Regions from separate parts of the Sus scrofa genome. Here region 1 is linked to region 2. A link is a contact called in public HiChIP or PLAC-seq data. All regions are on one chromosome and are shown on one strand. The core of a region is the stretch at or near the end of the contact, and the rest is flanking DNA. Distances in the headings are between cores, read along the strand shown. Region 1 overlaps KCNC1 (potassium voltage-gated channel subfamily C member 1). Region 2 overlaps SERGEF (secretion-regulating guanine nucleotide exchange factor).

Region 1 (6,007 bases), core at 1,323-3,822, 75 kb after region 2:
CCAAGGGGGATAACTCAGGAGGGGGGGCAGTCGACAGAGCTCAGGTGGGACCACAGTTATCTGCCCACTGTGTTCTCCCAACAAATATTTATGCTTTATCTCTGGCCTATGCCAGGTACTGGGTACAGAGGAGGCAAAAACAGCCACAGCTCCTGGAGGGAAAGAGTGACATTTATCAAACAACCAGACAAGCAAATACATATTTATATAAGGAGAATGCACATGGCAGACCATGGACCTTTAACAACAGGGGTTGGAGTGGCTCCCTGGAGGAAGTGACAAGGGTGCAGAGGTTAGACAGCCGGGTAAAAAACCACCAGGGTGTTGCTGTGGCTGTGGTGTAGGCTGGCAGCTACAGCTCCGATTCGACTCTTAGCCTGGGAACCTCCATATGCCGTGGGTACGGCCCTAAAAAGCAAAAAAAAATCCCTAGGGAAAAGCAGGGTGCAAGGAAGAGCATTCTGGGCAGAAAGAACAGGAGCAATTCCCAGACCTTACGTTCCTTGTTCATCAGCAGCATCTGCAATAGCTGAGCCCTCCCTCCTTGTCACACTTTCCAGGGCCCCACAGTCTCTTGACTTTCCTCTCACCTCACTGGCTGCTTCTTCTCGACACCCTTTGCCACCTCATTTCCAGGCTCCACCTCTCGGGGTGCCCCAGAGTGCAGCTCTCAATCCCCTTCTCCATCTATATTCATGCCCTTAGCGAGTCTGAAGGCTTACGTACCCCCACCTATTCAAATACCGTTAACAGCACACTCCCAAATGTTCACCTGCACCCCAGCCCGTCTCCTGAACTCAGGACCAGCATCTAGCTCCCCAGCATCTCTGCGGTGGTCTGAGAGCTGTCTCTCCAACTCAGCGCATCCGCTGAGCTCTGGTCCCACCCCCACCACCGGGAGCCTTCTCCATCGCATGAGATGGCCACGCTCTCCTCCCAAGACATTCTTGCCAAAAACCTTGGAGTCATCCTTGACGCCTCTCTTGCTGTCACGCGGCACTTTTAATTGTAAGGAAATCCTGTTGGCTCAGCTCGAAATAAATCCGGAATCTAACCACTTCCCACCACCACTGTTACCGCCCTGTCCCAGCCATCATCAGCTCCCTCTGGATTACGGTAAGAGCATCTTAGCTGGTCTCTCAGCTTCCAATATGCCTGGTGCTCTAGGACTATTTTCAACATAGCAGCCAGATGATCCTTTAAAACGGCATATCGGATGGTGTCATTTCTCTGCTCAAAACCCCACGCTGGCTCCCCATGTCTCTCGGAGGAAAAGCCAAGGTCTTTGCAACGCCCTGCAGGTCCCCAGGCCATCAGGGCCTCCATCGCCATCCAAACGCCTCTCCCACCCCTGTTCACCTTCACTTGTTCCAGCCACCCCGCCTCCTCAAACGTTTCTTACATGTGTTGCACACATGTAAGGGCCCTCACACCGGCTACTCCCCCTGCCCAGAACACTCTTCCCAGGATCCTCAAGGCTCAGGCTCTCACCACTTCAGGAGGCCCACTCCCACCGTCCTGAAATCTCAGCCAGCGCCTGCACTCATCCAGCTGCTCTGCCCCTACGTTCCCCGTGTCGGATGGGCCACCTTTGAACATGACCTTTTCCCAGCTTTACTGAGGTGCAATGTACATACAAAAACCTTCACCCATTCTAAGTATCCAGCTGGACGAATGTCAGCACATCACACCATAGAGCTGGCTTATTTCTATATGGTCTGTTTGTCTCTTTCCCCCCTTAGCATGGATGGTCCAGGAGGTGGCTCACCTGAGGATCAGAGCTGCCCCTGCCATCAGGCTCGGCCACACACCCCACACTGGGAGAGGAAGGGGGGCGCTTCCTGGGGAACCAGGGGCCCAGCTAAGCAAGAGCACAGCGTCCCATCCTTCGTCGCTTGTCTCAACCCTTCTGTCTACACAAGAGACACAGCAAAGTTTACCATTCTTGCCCTCCACCTCCTTAGGAAGAGACCCCTCCTCTGCTGCCCACTTTTCCTCATGCACACACTCACTGACTCACTGACACAGCATCCGCCCCTACCCCACAATGGGCACAATCGATTTCAGACTTGTGTTTACACCAGCACGGGCCACACTTACAGTGGATCTACAATCATGCTGGCAAAAGGCTGCAGTCACTCATCATTCACCCATGTTCTCGTCAGCTTAGTCTCCACAGCGATTGTGTATTACACTGGCAAGGGGCACAGTGACTGAGAGCAGATCCAGGTCTACACTGGCGATAGGGATGCTCTTGACAGCAGGCTCAAGTCTACAGAGGCAGCAGGCACAATCACATCCATCTTTTGTCACTGGGCACTAAGACCCAGTGGCCATGAACATGACTGACTGAGGAGTGGGCAAGAATGGTCCTTTTCAGAGAAGCCGGACACAGCCTCCCTCCTCACAGGCTGGCCAGCTGAAGGTGTGGAATTCAACCACCCGGGTCCCGCCCAGGGGCGAGAACTGGCGTGGGAACGTGGAAGTCAAATCCCACACACACATGGGCCCTGGAGTGTGGAATCTGGGCCACATGGTGAGGAGATGAGACCATGTCTATTCCCAGAGCCCTGAGATCACTCAAGGTGAGCAGAGACGTGGCTGTGTGACTCCCAGCGCCGCCTGCCCCCTCGACACCTCACACGGGGGCCTGGCCCAACCAGCCTGGGCTTAAAAAAGCACCAGGAAATGTCACTTTCTTTTTGAGGAGGTGCGATGGGAGGGCCCAGGCAGTCTAGCCGCTGGCCTATTCAATTCAAAGGTAGGGATTGGTGACAGGGCCTTCAAATCCTGAAGCTCATGTCCTATCCAGGCTAGACAGAGTTCCAGCCCCTTCTCAGAGAGACAGAGCCCTGCCCAGTGCCAGTCCAGAGGCCCTAGCCTGCCTGCCAGCCCAGCCGGGGGTCTGACTGGGGCTGTGTGACGCCTGTGTCAGCCCCAGTCAGCATCGGGCCTGTGGCCTGAGCAGGCTCAGAGGCTCAGGGACTATGGCTGGACCAGGTACCACCCGCTGTGCTAGGCCATTGTGCTAGGCTGGCTCGAGTGGTACCTCTGGGCGCTGGCCACTGGCTGCTAAGCATCTGGTCTGGGCAATGCCTGTTCCCTGCTCCCACTGTGCTGCCATTTCCCCATCTGTACTAAGAGAGTGGTCAGACACCCTCCAGCTCCTCCTCTAAGATTCCTGTGGTACCCATGACAACATCTAGATCCTACCAGAGGCCCAGCCTGGATGAGAGACAAGTGAGGGTGGCTTCTTCGTGTGAGAAGAGAGCTCCAAGGCCACTGGGCCATCTGCGGATGCAGCTTCCACTCATTCATTCATTCATTCAATCATCAAACATTTACTGCATGCCTATTGTACACCAGGCATCACTTTTCACAGCCACCTCTAAAAATCACAGCTTTAAAGAAACCTCCCAGCACAGAGCTAGGCACATAGTAGGGAATAGTGAAGGTAAAGACACCTACTGTGTGCGGCATCCTGAGCCAGGCTTATCCTAAGCACTCCCACACGCCCCATGGCATCTACCCCTGCACCAACTCTGAGGTCCATGCTGCAGTTACCATCCCAATTTTACAAAAAGGAACTGAGGCTCGGACAGATTATGGAAGTTGCCCATGAGCATACACTTGAGAGGTGAGGGCATTAGAAGCAGAAATCCAGCTTTTTCCTCTAGAACACATGCTCTTAAGCACTCTCCCAGCTCAACAAACACTGATTGAGGGAATGCGGAGTGAATGAAGGAAACTTTGTGCTAGTGCAAGTGTGGGTCCATGAGTGTCTGGGGTCCGTGAGTGTGGGGAGCTTATGTGTGCAGATGTTTGTGTGTTTGCATGTGGAGCCGTTTTATGGAAAGACTCCCTTGCTGTCTTGGTCTTGTGTGTACTGGAGCTATACTTAGCTGCAGCCGTGACTGTAATGAGCAGTTAGCAGCGCACCAGGCACTCTCATTGGGACCTGGTTTCCCTGGGAGATAGCCGGGGCCAGTGTGTGTGTGGTGGGGGTGCAGCCTGGTGCTGGGGAACGCTAGACCCGGGCTTCGGGAGGGGGACTGGAGCACTGCAGCACAGTGGCTTGTGCAGATTCTTCTAGCCCCATCTGGAAGACCCTGCTCTGGGCTAGCTACATCTAAGCCTCCAGGCCCTGCCAAGCAGTTGAGCTGGGGCCCTCTGCCCCATGTCTGCGGTCCCTTTACTGGCCCTTGCTAGTCAATTGGAATGAAAGCCTTAGAACACTTGTCTAGAGCCTGGGGATTGATGGGGAAAAGCTGTTGAGTGATGGTGGATCTTGATATACCTGAGACAGGGTCATTTGAGTCCTCAGGAGGGCCCCCTCCCAGCCAGAAGAGCTGTGCTGTCCCCTGGAGTATGTGCTACCAGAGTGATCAGGGGGGCTAGCCAAGGCTGGGGACCCAAGGAGGAAGAGTGGCCTCCCCATCCCAGAACAAACTGCAGCCACGGGTATGCTCAGTGTGGCCTGGGGTTCAGAGGCCAATCCCCCACTCGCTGTCTGCCCTCCAGTGGCCACAGGGAGTCTGGAAAATCCTGGGCCCTGAGGCCTCCCCTGACATATGGCTCTGCCTGCAGTTTCTCTCAAGGCTGTTCTGGGTCTGCTCCATCAGAGCCTCTCACCTTTGAGAGCAGACCAGTCCCCCGGGCCAGTCGTGCCCCCAGCTCCCAGCTCCCTCACTCCACAAACCATCCACCCTTTGCATGTGGCAAACCCGGCTTGTCCATTATGGGCTGGGTGGCTCTGCCCTGCCTTCCACTCTGAAGTCCTCAGCTTCCAAGTCCCATCCTCTAGGAGGTTTCCATTTAGTGAGAGGCAGGACTTCCTCTCCAGCCTTCAAGCCAAGAGACCAGAAATTTATCCCCCTGCTCTCACATCCATCCGTTTGTTCATCCATCCACTACTACCCACCCAGCCAGTATCCCCTCCATACAGCCTTCCTCCCATCTGTATCCATCCACGAACCCAAATTTTGTCCATTCTTTCATCCATTTGCCCATCACCCATCTGTCCATCCAACCATCTCATTCTTGACTTTGGAACCAAAACATAACAGCACAGGAAGGGACACTGGCACTGCCCTAGTTGGCCTTCTTAATTTCCCCAAGAAGATCTGACCTTGTTTTCCTTTTTTTTTTTTTTTTTTTTTTTTTCCATTTTAGGGCTGCATCTGTAGCATATGGAGGTTCCCAGGCTAGGAGTTGAGTCAAAGTTGAGCCACTGCCAAACACAGCCACAGCCATGCCAGATCTGAGCTGCGTCTGCGACCTATACCACAGCTCATGGCAATGCCAGATCCTTAACCCACTAAGTGAGGCCAGGGATCGAACCTGCAACCTCATGGATACTAGTCAGGTTTATCACCGCTGAGCCACGACGGGAATTCCAATGTTTTCCCTTATCAGTAAGATAGCGACAATATCTAATCCTTCTCCGTCACAGGGCTCTGGTGAGGCACATTGCTTTAGCAGAGATTTATTGATTCCATGTTACGTAACAGGCACTCTGGTCTCTTAAGCTGGTCCTTGTCCTCCAAGAGGCAGCAGTTGAGCTGAGGAGACATATCACCCTAATTGGGCAGTTGGATCAGGGCAGGCAAAGTTCTCTGGGAGAGCAGGCTCTTCACGAGAGGGATCAGGAAAGGCTCCAGACAGGAAGGGCCATCAGAATTGGCCTTGGGAGTTCCCATCGTGGCTCAGCAGTACAATCCGAACTAGTATCCATGAGGATTCAGGTTTGATCCCTGGCCTCACTCAGTGGATTGAGGATCTGGTGTTGCCACGAGCTTTGGTGTAGGTCGCAGATGCGGCTGGGATCCTGTGTTGTGGCTGTGGTGTAGGCCGGCAGCTGCAGCTCTGATTGGACCCTAGCCTAGGAGCCTCCATATGCCACAAGTGCAGCCTAAGAAGCAGAAAAAAAAAAAAAAAGAACTGGCCTAGAAGGATGGATCCTTCTCAGATACGCAGAGGTGGAAGAGAGGGTATTCTCTGTGGAAGG
Region 2 (6,381 bases), core at 288-2,787:
TAGGTCGAAGACGAGGCTCAGATCTGGCATTGCTGTGGCTGTGGCATAGGTCAGCAGCCCTAGCTCTGATTAGACCCCTAGTCTAGGAACCTCCATATGCCCCGGGTACGGCCCTAACAAATTAAAAAAAAAAAATTCCAGGTAACTACTCAATATTTGAATGAGGCACAATATAGAAAGACAAGGTAAGGAGTTCCCATTGTGGCTTAGTGGGTTAAGAACCCGGCTAGTAGTAGCCACGAGGATGCAGGTTTTGATCCCTGGCTGCTCTCAGTGGGTTTAGGATCCGGCATTGCTACGAGCCACAGTGTAGGTCAAAGATGCGGCTCAGATCTGGTGTTGCTGTGGCTGTGATATAGGCTGGCAGCTGCAGCTCCAGTTCGACTCCTAGCCTGGGAACTTTCATATGCCTCAGGTGTAGCCTTAAAAAGAAAAGAAAGAAATATGTGATATAGTGAACTGGTTGGGTTTCAAATCTCATCCCCATCACTTTCTAGCTATGTCATCCTGGCCTGGTACCTGATCCCTCTAAGCAAGAAATGCCTTTTAGAGCCATGCTATAGAATAAAGATGATGTAGCTACAGTGCCTATGTATATGATGTGCTTGCTAAGTAGTGGGTAATATTATCATTATCCTGAAAACCAGAGGCTTTCAAACTTTTACCTGCAGAATATCTGAGTTCTTTCATGTGTTTTGCATCCATATGGTTTTTAGACCCTTTACCACCCTGGTTACTTTATTATTGTTGTTATTATCATTATTACTATTTTTAATATGCTAAAATATACATAACAAAATTTACAATTTTAAGTGTACAATTTAGTGGCATTAGGTACATTCACATTGTTATCCAACCATCTCCAACATCCATCTTCAGAACTTTCTTATCTTCCCAAACTGAAACTCTGGACCCATTAAGCCATAACTCCCCACTCCCTCATCCCTCCAGCCTGGTCACTTTTAATGGCATGCTCCCAGTTCTTCAGTGGCTTTCTTCCTGCCATAAATGAGGCTTGGAAAGAGCCTCTTGGTAGAATTTTCCTTGAGTTTTACACATTCCCACTGGGGAGCCCGAGAGTTAAAGATCTGTGTCGGTTGCAGCAAACTTGGGGGATTGCAGATGGTTACAAAATGGATGTCAATACAGCTGCTGTGCATGGAATGGATCTGCAAAGAGCCTTCCAAGGACTGGTACACTCTTTCCAAAAATATCCAAGGATGTGGCTTGGCGTAGCTTTGTGGAGAAACCAACAGTTTTTGAATCCTTCAATAGTAGTTACCTCATGGTGACGATGAAATGAGATAATTCATGTCAAGTGTGTGATACAGCGCCTGGAACAGATAAGGCCTTTCCGTGGGGGCTGCTGTTACTATTAGTGTACTATGGCAGAGATCTTATGTATAATGCTTTGGTACTTAATCCCCATAATAAGTAGACATCAGCTTCATTTTATATGAGGAAACCAAGGCTCTGGGCTGTCAACACCCCTGAAACTACAAAGCTAGTAAGCAGCAGAGTAGCAGAACTGGGACTCAGACCCATGCTCTTTCTCTCCTAAGATGCCACCTGTTGTGATCTAAGAAAAGAACTCTATGGGTGAGTCATATTGACTTCATTCTCGGTATTTCATCTTTCCATCTACCCTGGCATTTTTCTAAGGTCCTGTCTTCTTGCTATTTCTTCTCAAAGTCATGCACCTGATGTTGAAGCTGCAGAGCTTTCTGAATTTACTAGTCCCCATTCTCTGCACCATCTGAAAGTGATCACTCCTGGTCTTCAGTAGCTCTCTGCTCTAGAATAGGAAACGGAAACCATACATGTAAACCATGGAACTCTCTGGCTTTATTGGATGAACATCTAAGTGCTAATGCACTGTGAATGGAATTTAGAGCAATCATTGCAGTTTTGATCAGGAAATAGTGCGCTCTAGGACGTTCAAGTCACCTGGCTGGAATTTTTTTATTTTTGGCCACACCCACAGCACGTGGACGTTCCTGGGCCAGGGATCGAACCTGAGCCACAGCAGTAATGATGCCGGATCCTGAACTGCTAGGCCACCAGGGAACTCTACCTGGCTGGAATTTGTTCAGAAAAGAAAACACTTACATCTGACTTCTATGAGTGACTAGGATTTGTTCTCCCTTCAGAAAACAGGACCAAGACACTTTGTTTTGTACTTTGTCGTGGCTACCAAGGAAGCTCAAAGCCAGCTTGAATGCTTAGTCACACACAGCATGTACATAAACCCCCAGGGCTGACATGTTTGATCCTCCTTTTCATGGTTTTGAATTTCCATTTCTATTTTATTCACAATATTATAGGAATTCCCTTGACAAGAGATGAGTTTAGGATAAAGTAAATCAGTGAAGATGGTAGATGCCTAGAGGTCAAGGCACTGAGTAGATAACTAGTAATCTATGCCTAAGAAGTGTGGGCCCTTTGGGAAATGAGCAAGCTGAAAGTGAGCTTCTCACTCACAAGAACAGTCCCACTTCTCAGAGCCTGGGAGCTGCCACCAGGATTGAAATCCCTGCTCTCCTGTGTAGAAGAATTCCCAATAATTTATGAAAAGGCTCCCCACTTTGGGAGCTGGAACTTAGCTTCTCATTCCCTGAGCTTGGGCTCTGCTTGCTGACATGCTTCCAAAGAGTGGACCATGGAACAGGGAGTGATGGAAGGGAGAAAGACTTTACAGCAAAGAAACCTGGCCAGCATTCCCGTGGTCAGGTAGTGGCAATTGGCATCATCAGTGAGAAAGCCTGTTGACACCGTGTGCCTTTGATATGGCATGGTGGGAAAGAGCCTCTTCCTCTCCCAAACCCATAATTCCAGCCTAACCATGAGTAAAACCTCAGAAAAGCCCAAACTGAAGGGCATCTTACAAAATACCTGATGTTCTTTTCAAAACTGTCAAGATCAGCAAAACAAGGAAAGTGAGAGGAACTATAACAGACCAGAGGAGCCGAAGGAGACCTGACAACTGAATGTAGCGGGGTGTCCATATCCTGGAGCAGAAAAAGGACATTAGGGAAGAACTCACGAAATCCAAACAGGGTGTAGCATTTAGTTACTAGTAATGTCCTCATGTTCGTCTCTTAGTTATGACACGCATACTCCCATAATGTAAGATCTTAATAATAGCATGGCGTTCCCTTGTGGCTCAGTGGGTTAAGGATCCAGTGTTGTCACTGCAGTAGCTCTGGTTACTGCAGTGGCGTGGGTTCGATCCCCAGCCCGGGAACTTCCACATGCCTCAGTGTGGCCAAAACAACAACAACAACAAAGAATAATATGGGCAACTTGGGGAGGGATATTTGGGAACTGCCCTGTCTTTTCAGCTTTTCTGTAAGTCTGACACTCTTCTACAATTAAAAGTTTATTAAAATCAATCCCTGCTCTCCTGCTCACTCCCCGTGTGACTTGAGCAAGTCTCTTCAGCCTGCTGGGCTCAGTTCCTCGACTATGCAATGGGTGACAGCACCTTCACTGCAGGATCGAGAAAAGGCTTCAGTGAGACAAGGTGGGACAGCACTTTGGAAGCAGTGTCCCCACATTGTGGCCTGTCCTGCCGTGCCCCCTCCTGCCTCTGCAGTTCCACACAGAGGTGTCCCCCCAGGCTGCTGCTGCTGTGGCTCCCAGCAGGGCCCAGCCCCTGGAGTCCCTTTAGAGCCAGAACTCTGTTCAGGAAGCTGCGCCCTCACCTCTCTTTGACAGGTTGCTCTCGGGGACTAAGATTGCATTTTTATTTTCATATCTCACTTCATTTTACCCCCCTTGAATTTAGTTTTTCTCTTCAGGAATCGGCATATGACTCAAACTGCCAGTTCTAAATTTAGTATTGCCTGTGATACGGAGAATGCATTTAGTGCTGCCGAGGATATGTATTTGGAAATGATGGTTTTATTTACCACATCCAGTAATTCTGACTGCCTGCTGGGTTCTTTCAGGAAAGAGTTTGTCATCTCCTTTCCTCCTAATGATGAAATGTTGCCGGCTCAGGTCCCAGAGGCCCAGCCTGGGCCAGACGCTGGTGACTTGAATCTCGGGTTAATTAAACAGTATCATCCCCAGGATTCTGCAGTCATGAGTTCTCTCCAAGCCTTGTGTTTGGAGGCAGTTGGGAAACAAGGTCTAAAAAGGGCTCATGGACTCTTTGGAGCTTGGAAGCTTATTTCTGGGCTCCAGGCTGATAAGATTTGCCCCTCTTCAGGGCTGGAATATATATGAGGGCAGGAAGTTCCACAGGTATGGAGCAGGTGCACTGACCTCTGGGTGCTGAGGTTATAAAAGTAAATCACAGGCAGCTCCTGCCTTCTGAGATCTACAGCTCATTCCTTTATTCCAAAAAAATGCATTAAGCTTCTGCCATGGACCTGACACCGTGGGCTAATTATTAGGGTTATAACAGTGACCCCATCAGAGAAAGTTTCACTGTCCTGAAGCTTGCTTCCTCATGTACGTGGTTTGTCTGGCTCCGACGTAGAGCAGGAATGAGGGCTGACATATGATGTTAGGGAGCTAGCAATGGGTATTTTTTCCCTGAGTGCCGTGGGAATAAAGTACCACAGTCTGAGTGGCTTTTACAACAATGGAAATGTGTTTTCTCCCAGATCTGGAGGCCAGAAGTCTGAAAATTAGGTGTCATTAGGGTTCTGCTCCTTCTGGAAACTTGAGGAGGAAGTTTCCTCTTGCTTCTTCTGTCTTCGGGTGGCTCCAGGCGACCCTTGGCTTGTGGATGCAAACTCCCATCTCTGCCTCTGTTTTCACACAGCCTTCATTCTCTGTGGGTCTGTGTCTCCTTGTCTGTACCTTATAAGGACACCTGTCTTTGGATTTAGGGCAGGAGGGTCTCATCTTAAGGACCTTAAAGGTACATCTGCAAAGGACCTAGGAGAGAACCGCTTCTTTGCTTCTCCCAGCCTCCGGTGGCCATTGGCAGTCTTTGACCTCACTCCAGTCTGCCTCCATGGTCACGTTACCTCCTCTTCTTCTCTCTGTGTGTCCCTTTGCCTTTCTCTCTCTCTTTTTTTTTTTCTTTTTTTTTTAAGGGCCACACCCACGGCATATGGGGTTCCCAGGCAAGGGGTCGAATCGGAGCTGTAGCTGTCAGCCTACACCACAGCCACAGCAACATGGGATCTGAGCTACATCTGCGACCTACACCACAGGTCACGGCAACACCGCATCCTTAACCCACTGAACAGGGCCAGGGATCGAGCCCACATCCTCGTGGATGCTAGTTGGGTTTGTTACCACTAGGGAACTCCATGCCTTTCTCTTAAAAGGACACTTGTGATGGCACTTAGGGCCCATGGTCATAATCCCCCATCTAAAAATCCTTAATTTAATCACATCTGTAAAGATTCTCTCTCTAAATAACGTCACTTAAGAGGTTCTGGGGGTTAAGACGGGGACGTACCTTATGAAGGGCCACCCCGCCTCCCACCCCACAGTACAAGAGTCTAAGGCCTGTGTATATTCACCCTGTAGCTAGATTTCATTCTCATTTCCACGTGAAGACACTAAAGAGAAGAGAAATTGATTCACCCAAGGCCATTCAAAAAGGAAGTAGCAGAACCAGGAATGGAAACTTGGAGTTGTCTGACATTGAAACCCATTCTTTTCCTCCCAATAGCTTCCTGACCAACCAGAATTTTTGAGAAATCCCCCCTTTGGTTTCAAACACAAATAGCCATTGGGGAGACCACACCAAGCTTTACGAGTCATTAAGATCTAGTGAGCACTGGCCCAAGGGAACTGTTAGGCTGAGAGCAGCCTTTGTGGAGATGGACAGGCGGTTTGTAGAAGGGAGGGGAGTGGAAGCAGAGGGCTGGTAGTGAAGAGAGAGGCCCAGAGCCCAGGGTCAGGGCAGGGATACCTACTAAATAAAGGAAATAGCACCTGAAGGAGAAACGGACCATGCTGTGCCATCTTAGCATTTTGCCCAGCGCCTTCTCTGGTTCTTTGATGTGCAGGGCGCCTTTCTGCTTGTCTGCAGCTGGGGGGTGGGGGGGATGGATCTCTGGCCAAAGACTCTCTGCTTACAAGGTGGAGGGAGAATGCATAGGGAAGGGCTCTCTGGGTTTGAGTCATTTGTCCCCCTGACATTTCCGAGCCAGGCCACGAGTGAGGCACCAGGGACACTCAGAGATGAGCAGCTGTGGTCCTTGCCTGAGGCAGAGTGACAGAGTAGAAAAGATGGAGAAGCAGATCCCACGCTACTTCTTTCACTATGTGACCTTGGACAAGGTACTTTACCTCTGCAAGCACTGTTCTCTCATCTGGGAAATGTGGGCTTTTTGGAGACTTAATGGAGATAAAAATGAAAAGTGACTGGCACAGCCTTGGATTATAATAGGGCCAATGGATGTTACCTCC

The links. HiChIP or PLAC-seq counts read pairs in DNA pulled down with a chosen protein or histone mark.
Region 1: an H3K27ac HiChIP or PLAC-seq map of skeletal muscle shows a contact between it and region 2. The contact joins two enhancer-like sites. A contact is called at or near these places in 3 of 47 Hi-C or Micro-C datasets (embryonic fibroblasts, psoas muscle and skeletal muscle) and 1 of 2 datasets of contacts at active chromatin or transcription factors (skeletal muscle).

The regions. Positions count from the first base shown.
Region 1 is chr2:41,386,174-41,392,180 of Sscrofa11.1, forward strand. The region is part of intron 1 of KCNC1 (potassium voltage-gated channel subfamily C member 1); the gene reads right to left. Among named protein-coding and RNA genes, the nearest start is that of KCNC1, 19 kb to the right of the region's middle. Within about 2 kb of position 2,573, at least 1 of the 83 cell types and tissues checked has an H3K27ac peak or open chromatin away from gene starts, as enhancers often do. A contact at or near this core is called in skeletal muscle, where this site is marked.
Region 2 is chr2:41,312,679-41,319,059 of Sscrofa11.1, forward strand. All of the region lies in intron 10 of SERGEF (secretion-regulating guanine nucleotide exchange factor), which reads left to right. Among named protein-coding and RNA genes, the nearest start is that of KCNC1, 92 kb to the right of the region's middle. Within about 2 kb of position 1,538, at least 1 of the 83 cell types and tissues checked has an H3K27ac peak or open chromatin away from gene starts, as enhancers often do. A contact at or near this core is called in skeletal muscle, where this site is marked.